2 separate regions of the Drosophila melanogaster genome follow, and region 2 is linked to region 1. Evidence: chromatin contacts called from public Hi-C data. All regions are on one chromosome and are shown on one strand. The core of a region is the stretch at or near the end of the contact, and the rest is flanking DNA. Distances in the headings are between cores, read along the strand shown.

What was found. A called contact is a pair of places that touch in the nucleus more often than the background predicts.
Region 2: a contact with region 1 is called in a Hi-C map of the Kc167 cell line, with 3 times the contacts expected there.

The regions. Positions count from the first base shown.
Region 1 is chr3R:26,878,846-26,885,973 of dm6, reverse strand. T48 (Transcript 48) reads right to left here and starts at 4,240. Exons shown (of 3, transcript NM_001276070.1): 1 at 3,911-4,240; 2 at 1,751-2,347. The coding sequence starts at 2,018. It overlaps ro (rough), which reads left to right and starts at 4,803. Exons shown (of 3, transcript NM_170294.1): 1 at 4,803-5,409. The coding sequence starts at 4,869. CG5500 reads right to left here. Exons shown (of 3, transcript NM_143254.3): 2 at 6,138-6,495; 3 at 5,515-5,889. The coding sequence starts at 6,380. The coding sequence ends at 5,629.
Region 2 is chr3R:28,842,175-28,849,302 of dm6, reverse strand. spg (sponge) reads right to left here and starts at 4,003. Exons shown (of 13, transcript NM_170379.5): 1 at 3,894-4,003; 2 at 3,303-3,354. The coding sequence starts at 3,336. Apc (APC-like) reads left to right here and starts at 4,555. Exons shown (of 4, transcript NM_057804.3): 1 at 4,555-4,743.

The DNA.
Region 1 (7,128 bases), core at 2,991-5,490:
CAGAACATTCAGGTAGTCCGCCTTGGGCATTCCATATTTTTGGCCAATGTCCAGGAATTGCGATGAATGGAGTGGTCGAGGGAAATAAGAACACGGCATTAATGATGCATTAAAATGTATTCACAAAGGCGTGCAACTATTTTAACGGTCTTTAGGCTCCCATTCAGTTCTCGAGGAATTCAGGAAATGCCTGAAAATAGCGTATTATAAGGGAAATGGACTGTGAAGATTTAATGGGTTTTCAGCTAGGGAAATTCGATATTACTCCGGGCATTGTGGCCACCCACAGATCTCGACCATATCCAAATCTGATCTAAATCTGGCCAAGGGTTATGGAAAATCCCAACCAGCATATCGGCCCACGAAAAAGTGGTGCCTTTAATTATGACACATTTAAGAAAGCCACAAATATACTACGGCCTTAAGTTCACCCAAGCACCTAAATTGCTGTCGAGTCATAAGTCGAGTCGAGGGCCACAAAACTCCAAAAGAAAAGGCCGACGCAGGGAGATAGGGTTTGGAGAAAGGAGACGGAGACGGAGACAGTGAGTGTAACTTGACGAAAGTACTTTCATTTTCACGCTCATAAAATGGGACTACCATTAAACTTAAAAATGCCGTCGTAAAAACTTAAAAATCAGAAACGTAGCAGCTAACAGCGGGCCAAGTTAAGCGGCTTAAATGACATTTAAATCAGTCGAAATACCGAACGCGGAAAAGGGGAGTGAAGAAACAGAATTCGGTTGGCCAAAAAGACAGGCGACACAGTATGGAAAGGTAAACACTCGAGACCGAAGATCCCTTTCACTGGACAGGGACAGGAAGTTCGCACTTTGGCAAAGATCGAAGAACCCAAAAATGAGCAATGGAAATTAAAACTATAAAGAAACCCCAACTGGGTCTCTACCAGTCCAGCACACGTCTTCTTCAGTTTCTCCCCGTGATTACGCTTTAATCTCGTTATAATGAGGCAGGAAAATTGCTTGGCGGATGTGCCGAGCGTGCCCGAAACGGGAACGGGAATGGGAACGGGAATGGGAATGGGATTGGATTGGGATTGCAATTGGTATGGGTACATGGATGGGTATATGGAACCTGGAGCTGTGGTTGACATCCTGGTTGCCAGCTGGGCAGCACTCATCTAGCTCTCTTTCTCTCTCGAGTGCAGCTGAGATTGAATTACCAGGGAAAAAAACCTGGGGAGGACCATCTCAAACCGGGACAGACACAATGCAAAAGGCAGAGACAAGCGGCAGACAGCAGATACACTTGTTCGAGTAATCTGTTCCCCACTCTTGTGTGCCCTCCTCCCCATTTCGGAAATATGATGCCGCCAAGGCGCAGGTCGCAAACAAACCGAAGACACGATCGGTGGACACAAAAGGGTCCCAGGAAGAGTTGTGCGATAAGGTTAGATAAGCGCCGGCACATATGTATATGAATGCTTGTATACCTGAAGCGGCGGCCAAGTGAACACTTCCTTCTTTCCGCGTTGGAGCACACACGCTTTATTTGGGGCTCTTTTTGGGTCTGATAAGGCAAGCATGAATGAGTTTGTGTTCGTATAATTCTGGGAAGAACTGAGATGATGACTACACTTAGTCCATTAGCAGGGCAGATGGAAACAGAGAAACTAAGTAGAAAGCACCCATGAAATCAAATGCTATGCAACTAAAATAACTAAATAATGAACAAAATCTTAATATATTTGAAATATAAATATATATCTTAAGTATAATTTAAAACCCACCTGAATTTTGCAGCATGCCGGGCAGCACCACCGACGACTCCGACTTGAAGCCTCCACTGAGACCGCTGCTGCTGCTGGTGGGCTTCTCCTGGCCCATGTCCAGGGTGGTGGAACCGTCCAGATCGACGAGTGTGTTGCCATTGTAGAGTCCCGCGTTGCGGTACTCTTTCGCGAAGGGCGTGGCAGCCTGTGCCGCCCCCACGATTAGCACTTGGACGAGCCAGAAGATGGCAGATGGGCCGCTTTGGGCCACTTCCACCGACCGCATTTCACTCGGGCACTCACTTCACATAGACGAAAGCCAGTAGTCGATGGGAATTATATTTATTATTGTGACGAAGCGTGACACTTTCAATTAACACCGCTCAGCGGCTGCCGCCGAATGCGAAAAAAATGTGTTACTTTTGATCATTAAATTAGTTGGAGTCGGCCGACTTGACTTTGATGGGGCACCGTAAATTCAATTTGCGCTCGACGTTTGCTCTCGTCTCGCACTTGTTACTCTTTTCCACCGCCAATTAGGCAAATGATGTGTGTCGGCAATTAGTGAAACGATCGTCCGTCCAAGTCACTAAAGTGTGTCAGACGTTTTTGGCACTGCAAAGATAAGGGAGCATAAACAGTGCGATTAGTACGGTGCGATTCAGAAGTTCGCATATGTGTGCCAATCTTTATCACTTTGGAGTGGCAGTAGGGAAAGGCTATAAAACAGATTTGGAATGGGTTTGCAAGTATTTTTAGCTTTCCCAAGGGAGCAAGCGATTCCGATTTCCAAGCGGGTTTTTTTTTTATCAAGTTCAAGAGAAATGCATATCGGAATATAAGGAATACTACAAGTTTAACATTCTTATCGCAGTAAAATAAAAATAAACACAACATCTTAAGAAATGTAAAGGTATACAAATCGTAGAATGTTTCTAAACACATATAATATATCGATCTTAAACTATTTGGGTTCCAAACATTTCCTGTCTCAAAGCATTCTAATACCCATGTGCATTCGTCACTATTTTGTTTGCTACCACTTGCATTACTATTCTACACTCGAATTTCTAACGGTAACCGGACAACACACATTGCCAACAGCTGTTAGTCGTTGTTGTTGCGCTGTTAATTGGTAAGTACGCGACATTTCTATCAATCAAACATAAAAGTCCGCGTTCATTTCCATAACAATTTTCCCGTAATATGCTGCGCATGCGCAGGATAATGAAAACGAGCCCACGAGAAATCCCGCGGTGGGAATTAGGGAATCAAAAGAAATCCCACAATAAGCCCCTCGCGAATGCCTCCGCCCACGCCTCTGCATGTGCAAGCGGGATGGCCAGAGGCAGGAAGTTCTGCGTGCGAGCGAGAGGCAGCGTGCACCCTTAGCGCCGCTCATAAATGTCAATGGAAATGAAAAGGCTGATGTTATTGTTTTTTTTCGTTTGTTTTTGGATGGAAAACAGAATGAACAACATGTGGGTTTCGCTTTATTAAACATCGCCTGGAGGAGGAAATGCCGAAGAGGCTCTACACACGACAAAAAATATACAAACATTCTAAAGACTCAAAACACTATGCTTAAATATTTGCAAATTTATTTTAAGGTCTTTCAGCACAATGATGTGATGTATTGATGTATAAATTTAAGGTTACTGTTTGTAATTCATTAAATATGATTGTTTTGCAATTGATTCCAATCCAGTTTGATTACTTTTTAAGTCGAGGTTCATGTCTGAATTTCATTTTTCTGTGCAACCAGAAGGTATTTATAAATTGAGCTCAAAAAAATAAAACGCACGAAAAATGTTCAAAAAATTTGCATATGTCAGTGTAACAAAAAACCGAAATTGATGGATGGAAAAAAGTCGGCGACTGAAAAACACACACTCGCGGGCTTAAGCCAAATAAGCTCTAAACGAAACGAAACGAGTTTTAACAAAATATTTTTGCATTGCTCAAACGCAGCTCAGAGCCGTCAGAGAAACAAACACAAATGCACGCCGGGGCCAAATAAAAGCCATTCAATTAATATCCGGACAGAAAACAACAAACAAAAGTCGCTGCAATTTTTCTGGTTTTATTTGTTTTGCACTGCTCCCATTTTGTGGTGTTTGAGGGGATATGGGAATTCGATAAACAAAATCGAAATTGGCCAAAATCGAAGGGATGTACCTTTTTTTTTCTTATTTTCGTCACCACTTGTTGGTCTTTGTTTATTGTTATTATTCTTTATTGGCACTTTCGGTGGCTGCGACAGCTGCGCGAACTAACGGTACGTGCAAATCGGTTGCGCAGCGCAGACGGATTGGCAACATAACCGTAATCGTTTGTTTTTGTTTTCGTTCTTTCGATCACTATCACTTCATCGATACTTCTTTCCCAAAACAGCACACGTTTACGCACCGAAGTTTTGGGAACACATTATCCATGCTGATATAATCCACGAACTCGACTCGACTCGATTCGATTTGATTCGATCCCTCGCGCGCGCTATGTAAAATTACAGATAGTGGCGCGATTCGGTTGCTTATATAGACTTTTTGCCATTTAGACGGACCGTTTATGGTAGTTTGAAAAATGCATGAAATACATTGAAGAAGCAAATGCTGATTGCCCACCTCTAGGGATCTCGCTCTTAAGGTTGTTGTCCTCGCAAAGCACTGGCGAGGTAAGAAACTTGGCTAAACCAGGGACTGTACGCACACACTGCTTGTATGAAGACGTGAGTACTGCTTGCTTAAGAGTGGGCGGAGCTTATTTAGGCACACTGCTTGCCACCCTTAAGTGAAACTTTGGCCGGAAGTAAAATTAGGGGTTAATTGCACGGCACTTCAGCCAATCAAACCGGGTTTCAGGCCACACTTCAGGTGTTTAGTGGGAAGGGGGTCCTTTTTTTTTATTATTATTATTAGTAAGCAGCATTTTAGGCGCCCCCGCTGCTGCTGTTAATTTTCTGATGTGCCGCGTAATTTGCTTTGTTTTTTTTTTTCACCCAGTTCCTCTGCCGACGTCGACGTCAGGATAAGCGTCGCTTGACCAGCGGAAGTAGAATTATTTGTGGCACTTCAGTCGCTCGCCGATTACCCAAGTGATTAGTTTGGACAGCTAACGCGGCACATCCTCAAACGAAATGCAACGTCACAAAGTTGAGATTGGCTCACCCGACGGCTCGCCGGGCATCAAAAGGAGTGACAGCTTAGATCCCATAGCGAACACTACGATTCTATCCGTGCCGCAACGTCCCTCGTCGCCGCGACAGTTTTTCGAACGTCTGTACGGGCATTTGGAAACGCGCTCCTCGGAAAATGGGGAAATCGACGTCGGAACACACGCCCACAAGCCGCCGCCCTGTGACACGCCCTATCACAGCGATGGAGGAAGCGTCTCCTCGCCAGACATTTCCATCAGCGATGAACGCACCTCGCTAGCCGCATATCCCGCCTACGATTTCTATGGTCACGCCAAGGACTATCCGCAGCATCCTAGCCAGCAGCACCAGCAGCATCATCATCATCACCATCATCCGCCGCAGCTGGTGCACCAGAAACTCAGCTACGTGAGCCCGCCGCCAGCAATTGCCGCCGGTGGAGCTGCGAATCCTGTCCTGCCACACGCATTCCCAGCCGGCTTCCCAAGTGACCCGCACTTCAGCGCCGGCTTTTCCGCATTTCGTGAGTACTTACATTTAAAAAAGAATGGTTTCTAACAATGTGTAGAATATTTGCAAAGCTATGCAGAATCTTTAGAACTACGAAAATAACTTCTTCAGAACCTTAACTCTTACATGTTTATTTTGAGGTTTCTTAGTTCTTACACACTAAGTACAAGAGTAAATTTGAGCTACTACGAATTTGGTCCTAACTAGATATTTAGGTGAGCGGGGATTTGTACTACGGCGGGGGCGAGGATTTCTTTGGCTTTCCCTGCTTCGCTGCTTTCTCCGCCGCCGCCTTCTCCTCCCGCTGCTTAGCCATCTGGCGCAGCTCCAGGCTGAGGAACATCTTCAGGTTCGGGTCGGTGATCTTGCTCAGCACAATCTCTCGCGCCTCCTCATCGTTGTCGCCCAGCAGCTTGGCCAGCGTCTGTGCGTAGTCCAGCCAAACGCAGTTGGCGCAGCCCGACATGCAGCAGGTGGTGGGCTCGGGAGGTATCTGCAAACGATTATATAATATGCAATCTCTTGAGCCACTTTCCTCTTAGGATAGAAAGTTATTTCAGTATTGTGATAACAATTGGATCCTTCGATAATACTGCTCAATAGTTTTAGAAGTTCATAGAACTACACTAAGTTTTGTGTTACAATACTAGATCGATGATCCTTTCTTTCTAATGAACTACAATCTTACCAACTGATATTTAACCTATAATAGCAATGATAACAACTAGCTTACAACATTACCTCTATGTTTCTGAGCCGCTTCCTTCCCTTGGTGGTTTTATCTTTGGCTTTGGGAGTGTCAGTGCCCGTCGTTGTGCTATTGGGCGGACAGCCACTTGCTGCCTCCTGGGCGGCCGCATCCTTGCTGCTGGCATCATCCTGGGAGCTGCTGCCCGACAATTGGCGGGCCAGTGAGGCCCAACGCTCGGCGCCACGTCGCAGGAGCAAGCATCGCGGACAGCTGAAGCCCAGGGGAGCCAACATTTCCGCCCGATCCCCGAAAGAGTTCGAAAGTTACGATTGAAAAGGCCCAGAGGAAGTGATGAGCATTTCACACGCCTGCGCAGGTGCAGCCCAGATGAACTTGGTTCCGCAGGAACTGCAAAAAAAAAAAGTCGGATACGCAAAAAAAAACTGATTAATCGTCAGTGCTGCAATATTGAATATCCCCCACATCTTCGCACCGAGTGCGCTGGCCAGGATTATGTAAAATCAGTTGGAAAAAAATAAACGAAACTAAGGTGGGGCAACCAAGCAATGCCACACAATGAGCTGCTGCTGCTGCTGCTGCTGCTGACCCCCAAATGCAAAGAAATTAGCCAAGGAAAAAAAATAACCGAATGCCAAGAAAAAATTAAAACGCATTGAGCCGTGAAAGTTTTCGTTTACTTGCGGCTTTTTCGTTTGCTCCTGATGAGGTGGCCAAGGTGGCCAGGTGCGGAGATGAGGTTGAGGGGATATTGAAACATGGAAATGCGTCGGCTAATGAAAATGATCGCAGGTTAAGGGTGAATGGGTTAGCCATTCGTAAGCAAGAAATCAAAGTTAAAGACACTTTGAAACCTTTTCTACGAGCAGAAACGTATTCTACATATGCAAGCATTTTTTAGATTCAGAACAGTTGATATATTTAATGCTAAACCAGCTTGGTAGTTACTATAAGTACTTGATCTTTAAATTAACTAACTTACAAGCCAAACTTTTGGTCAATCTCAAAAAAATAACAAGTGTC
Region 2 (7,128 bases), core at 2,754-5,253, 2.0 Mb before region 1:
CATTTTGTATCTGCCGATGTAATTAAATGCATTTCATATATGCCACTCAATTGAGTGCTTGTACACCCGTTTGTTTTTTGTTACTGTTTGCATTTTGTTTTCGCATTTCATTACTTACAGCACTTTGAGTACACATGGCGCGCATTTGTTTGCTCATTTTGGGAAACTAATATTTCATGCCCATCAATTAACGCCAACTGTTAATGGCCATTAATCGCCGGCAGGAAGAACTTGTTCGCTATTTGTTCAGTACATTTACCTCACTTCCATCTAACCGCTTATCTCACCTGGCTTATCGATGGCAGGGGCTACTTCCGTTGGGGGTTACCTATCAATGGATAGGTACCTTTCCTAGACCTGGCATTTACATAAATCAGTCCACGGACGGGGTCACCAACACCCCATCCATCCATCCATCCATCCATCCGGAAGGCAGTGTGACCGATAATGCGCCCAAATGCGTTATACTGATAAATTTCGAGTGTGCGTGCGCGCTGGCTGTTAATCATACGCCGTGTGTCCCGCAAATGGCAATTCATAAATAAATCGTTAAAGACGAATTATGGAAGTACAACTGAAATGGACGAGTGTTCCGTACGCACCACTCGAATCGGAAAATAAATGAAAAAGAAGCGCGCCCGCCGAGCATATTAAACAATGGAAATGAATCAATTTTATGCGCACTCGTGTGTGTGTGTGTGTGTGCGGTTGGTTGTGTGTTATTCTGAAGGAAGGAAGCGCTGCACAAATTTGTGCGGCCAAATGCATAAAATGAATATTAAATTAAAGTTGAAACTGAAATTGCCGCTGCGACAGCGGAATTCGCTGGAAAAGGCAGAAAGACAGCATCCGGTGCCGCAGGCCTGTCCCTTCCCGCCGCTGCCCTTCATCCCCGCAGATTCATTCAGATTTTTTGGCAAAAAGTTGCGTAAACTTTCAGCTTCGAATCTAAGTTCGCCAACTCCCGAATGGAGTGACCCGCATGGCCAGGTCCAGATTTACGAGGGTTGCTCCGCGGAATTGTCACCATTGTGCACGCGACTCACTGCGCAATTGAGGGCACAGCTACAGTCCGACCTCGCTGGATTGAACCTTTTGAAACTTAATAAAAGCTACCAATAATTTCCATTCAGTAGATTCAGTTAACACATTCAGAAGATGGTAATGGATTTTCCCATAGAATAGCTTTATAACCATACTACTAAAATTCCATATTAATATATATTATTTCCTTTATGTAGAGTTTATTAAACTATCCCTAAAGTTTATGAAAGAAATACTTTTCCCAAGTGCTTTCAGTTTCATGTGCGAACTCAATATACAAAAACTGAATGTAAACATGAGTAAAAGCCTGATACATTTGAAAAATGATTCGTCCCGTGACAGATGGTGGTTTCAGCTTTCAAGTTATTGATGTTCGACTGTATGTGCAGCAGGAGCGGTACAATAATTACTTATAGGGGAAGAAGCGCAGAACCAAGGGCTGCGGACAAAGAACGCGCTGGTAATGAAGTCATTGCCCAGCAGTTGCAGTTGGCCAGCACGTGGCGCTCCCAGATGAAAGGACAGAACGACAGGAGGAGGACAGTGGGCCGGGAACCAAGGAAGTAGGTCCAAAGTGTGCGCAAGGAGGCGGGACTGGGCATTGTGCAAGGTTAGGGCGTTGGCTTGCCAGCGCCTCGTATCGCTAATGATGCTAAACCAGCCTGGATCGCTGGATTGCCCGATGACTGACTGACTGATTGATTTGTGTAAACTCTGACCGCTCTCATGTCAATCTCTGCCGGGTTGAATGTGGAGCAAATGTCAGCGCACAGCAGCCAATAGCTGTCGCCACGATTGATGGCGAACTGGAGCGACTGGAGCACAAAAACGGAGCTGTAATGAAGAGTACTTGGATGGTACTGACGAAGACTGCATACCCTTTACCACCAAGATAGAAGCAATATAGAATGCCAAACTGATCAAGCAATATTTATTAATTTTATGGAAACATTTTAGGCATTACATCGTAGGACATATTCCCTTGGGTAGAGCATCCCATAAACAATGAATATTGGTGCTTATCTGGGCGAAGAAAACCCATTGAAGCGGCACAATGAATAAAACTTGGCACAGAGTCTGCCACTGAAGATGCTGTACGTAGTACATCGTCCGCAGCAAATCATCCGTTGTCGTTCGCTGGCTCTTTTATTTTATTTTGTTTTATTTTGTCTTATTTTATTTTGTTGACTACTTCCCTGCCCTGTCCCCGCAGTAATTTGTTAAGCGCTGCCATTGAAGCGAGAAGTGCGACGAATGCGAAGATAATGGAGCATCCCAGTCGAGGAGAAACCAAGACCAGCACATTGTGCTGCCCAAAGAATATCCAAGATTCACTTGTATTATTCGCATGTGTGTTATCACAACACGCAACTTGATTTTCCACGCCGGTTACACAGTGGTAACCGTTTAAATGTAGACTGTGGTGCAGGCAAAAATATATTTGCTGTTTATTTATTCTGCTTAAAGCTTGATAATAGATATAATATTATAGATATAATATATATATCAAGAGAAACCAGCAACATATTCCAAGTAAAATGTGTAACGAGAAAAATAAAGTCCATAGCAAGCAAGTTTCGATTCTTGAGATCTTAAATAGTTTTTACCATGTGCACTGAAGCGTTTTTCTTTCCCATTTCTATATTCTATCTACCGAGTAGGTTTTATATTAGCATACTAGGAAATATAATTAAGATGTAGTTATTTTCAGATCAGAATCAGAGAAACGTTTCAAATCAAAATCAACCATATGAACTTGGACAAATATATATTTTGTCTGCGAAATAAACATTTTTTTAGGTGTTCGTAATTACGAAAGCATTTAAATTGGCAACACCTGGGCTGGGGGGAAATTGGCAACGCGACAGCCGAGCGCTGTGCGGGAAAACTGAGCGCGCGGAAAACTGTGTGTATAAACACATCAAATCGCAGCGCAGCGGCAGCAACAACAAACAGGGAAATCTCTTTGAGATACACTACACGCTGCATGGAAAGGGGGGGGGGGCGGTGCGGTGAACTGGGGGATGATGATGCTACAAACAGTTTGTGTACAAAAATAAGTAGAAAAGTCGCTTTTCCTCCCCGCTCGGTAACGTGCGGGGGTGGTTGGCATGGTATCCGGCGTTTCGCGGAAAAACGCGTGAATCGCCGCAAAAGGCAGCAATAAAAACAAAGGCCGCGCACGTGACGCCCAGCGGGGGGTGGTGGGTAGCTTGGAAAAGTGGGTGGCACACCGCCTACTCTTATTATTTACTCACCAACTCCGTATTTGTTGTTCGAAGGTATCCACATTTTGTCGCTGCTGCTTCGCTGCAAGTTAAGCCGAAAAAATCCAACTTAGCCGGCCACTCCTTGCATTTATAATTAATCAACGGTTTTTTGAGGAAACACCCTTTTCATCGGCAAATATCTGCATTTGAATTCGCATTTATAACGGCCAATATTTATCAACAATTTTTCGCAATAGCACACATACACACTCGTACACATCTACGCACTCAATAAAACTTTCGCTTTTGTTGTTGTCTATCTCCTTCTCTTTCTCGCACTTTATCTTGTTTAATAACTACAACTACAAGCAGAAAATACACTTGCTACATTGTTGTTGTCGCTGGAAGGCAACGATCGCGGTTCCAATTGGCAATGATTACCGCTAGGTGGAAGAAAAGGAAGTGGCTGATTGGGAAGTCTGGAAGTGGTGGCTTTGCTTTTGTTGCCTTTTTCACGGACCCGCGCACACACAAACAAGAAAATCAATACGAATTTGGGACTCCCAGCCGAACTTCCAATTGGATTTCTACACTGTGCGCAATTTAAATTGCTTGTCCCTTGGCTTCGCGAATTATTACCGTTGTTTTCTGCTGCACTTGCAACGCGTTTAATTTTCGCTATTTTTTGCGTTTTATTATTTTTCGCGTTCTCCGCTGCGCAGCTTCCCGGGCGCAGCAACAACAAATATCCGTCCGCCGCTCAGCTGTTTGAAGAACAACAACAAAATTCGGGATTCGTCGGCTTATATACGTTGCAGTGTGGCCAGTTGCTAAGCGATGGATTATTTACTATTGCATTTTTGAGGGAATTTTCATTTTAGCGGTGACGGTCACACCGGTATTTATGGTCTAGCTAAGACCCGAACCAATTCGCAGTTACAGTTTTGGAGGCACATTCATTCAATGTATTCAATAATTTAACAAACAAAACAATACCAAATCCGTTTTAATATGCAGTCCATAGCGTTGGTCTGACTCGGCCCCATTAACTCTATCCCATTTTTTTTTAAATTTTTTCTTTTAAATTAACGGTGTACGTATTACTTAACCGAGATATATAATGAATAAAATATAAGCACTAAATCTTTAAGGTTAGAAAATAAATTGCAGTATAAATATATTACGAACGAAGTAAATATTCAAGCGATATATATGATCCCAAGATATCGCTACATTCTCCCATCCCTAGCAGCTATTTCTTGTTGGTTTTTCGAATTCTCGATATAACAGTCACACTGCTCGCCGCGGTTGGTCGCAATTTTTGTTGATAAGCGGACTCGGAATTTCGGCCGCGCTGCGTATTTGTTTTGTCGCGAAACAAGCCAAGAATCCAAATAGTGGCAATATCTGTGGGCAAACAAGTGATAAAGCGGGAAATGTGTCATCTGGTGGGCGAGGAAGCTGCCGAGAAATTGTGTTTTTAGTCAAGGTACGCCAATCGGAGAATCTCTGGGTTCGTGTGTGTGTGGGAGTATAGTCGCTGACTCTTCCAATTGGAATTGTTCTTTTTGGGCCTGACAATAAAACGCAGAATGTTTACTCAATAAATGCGCACCATATACAGCTGGCGAATACAAATGTGTTTAGCTCAACTTGGAGCATGAGATACTCTTTAGTAGTTTCCTGTTCTCCTGCCGATTCCTTTTACAGGAAAAATCAATAAAGGTCCCAATCAGAACGCGACTGCGCCCTAGTGTGGGTGTGCAAAGTGCGTGCATGTGTGTGTCTATGTGTGTGAGTGCTCCTTTATCAGTTGGAAAACGCAGTGTGTTTCGTTTGTTTCGTTGTTGTTGTTTTCGTTTTAGTTTTCCAACAGCTGCAAGTGATTGTGGCACGCCTAATTGATAACTATTTTCGAGCACTTCCATTCAACTTCACCTCAGCATAATTAATCACCGCATTAAGGAAAATACGTTAATATCGGCACGCTCGATTGTCTTACATGCCCACAAACATGGGAGAAAAGGAAAACACAATTCCACACTGCATGCGCTCGTATTTAGTTTCCCTTTTACTTTTCTACAATTTACATAATCATCATCTCGCGGCGGCAAAGACACAAAACAACCGGGCAGCAAAACAAAAGTGGCGTTCATTAAACCAGCTCATAAATGCACACACAGAAATCATAAGTACATACATATGTACATATGTACAGTAGTTAGTATGTAGTTTCATTATTTAATGTTTTTGCGTACATTTCCCTGTGGTTTGATGGCTCGCGGTGTCATCATCTTTACCGCTTTTCCTTCCCCCGCAAATCTTCCATTCTTTTTTCTTTGATAATTCTGCCGCGAATATTTCGTATGCAAAATGTGTGCCAAGCCAAAAAACCGCACAGTGGGTGGGATGGGGCGATGTGGTGGCAAAATTGGTTATTAGCTTAATGGGAATTCACTTATTGGAGAAATATTTTTTATTTTTGCTATTCCCTTCTAATTGTAATTGTAATTGTACCATTTTTAGGGGAGGGTGTGACGAAAACCACCCTTCAGATCATCAATCTGCCAAAAAAAATATTTCCCTCTTTCAAATATTTCAACCTAGTATTCATTTTATCACAACAAATTACACTTTCCAAATTAGGTATTCATATGTCGGTTTAAAATAACTTTTAAGACCTTACCCTCTATAAGGTGATGAAGCTTTATCTTTCAAAATCCAAATCTGATCCACCCATGCTACACAAATGCTTAATTTATATGCATATTACCAAAAATGGAATTGTTCATTCTCATAATTCATTTAATTATGCAAATATTTGGATATACAATTATCAAATAAACACTTTTATTTATTCTTTTACACCTATCAGTTTAAGTAAGTGCTTAGTAAGTCTTACTAAGCAAGTGTTATTCAAGCAATAAGTCACATTTGTTTTTGAAATCTCGTTATCTCTGAAAGAAATAGAAACTGGGTGACTAAAAGTTTGTCAGTCTGATTCACTTTCTATCCGCTAAACTATGGCACTTGTATTTTATTTCAAAGCGTGGGGTTGTTTCTGTTTTCGCTAACTATGCGAACCAATTTAGTTTCCCAATACAGTTGACTCGAAACGCTTGGAGTCGAATTGTGTCCATTGTGCAGGGCTGATTCCCTTGTGCGACTCGCTGGCCGGTTAATGACACGAGGAGTCGTCTCTGGGGGACCGGGTACACGGCTCTTGGCTAGACAAGTGACGCATATTCTCGCATTCTTTGGGGTACTAAAAGTATCTATGTCGTATCTAGATACTTGTGTTTGTCTAATTCGCGGATCGTTGATTCATCGAATCGCTCTACTCTGCTCTGTTCGTCTTTCGAATTCTTGGCCTCGAGAGCACTGATATCGTGACTCTTGCTAAATGTTAATCGGTGGAGCCGAACTGTGTGCCTTATCAAGGCGGTGATAGTGCCGGCTGATCACATATTTTATATATTTGAGGCCTAGGCAAACAATCGATCGGCAATGATGAACGATGGCCACTGTGTCCAGTGCGGCATTCCAATCGAGTGGCTTGGATGGATGGATGCATTTCCGCTGTTACACAAGCGATTTGCATTTCACAGCCACTCAAATTGCGGTTACCACTTTTCGTTCGCCGGCTGTTTTCGCTCTTTACGCTGGTCGCAATTAAAATTTGATTAATTTGCCAATTGGAGCTTGAACAAGTCGACTTGTGCGGAGCCAGAACTGGTACACGACCCGGGTCATTCCCAATCCCAAACTCAATCCACTTGAAGTCTTGAATTGGATTGGGTACACAGTGAAAAAATGCTTGAAAATACAAGGTATCAAATCATTTGTTATATTCCTTTTCATTCGATATCTAAAA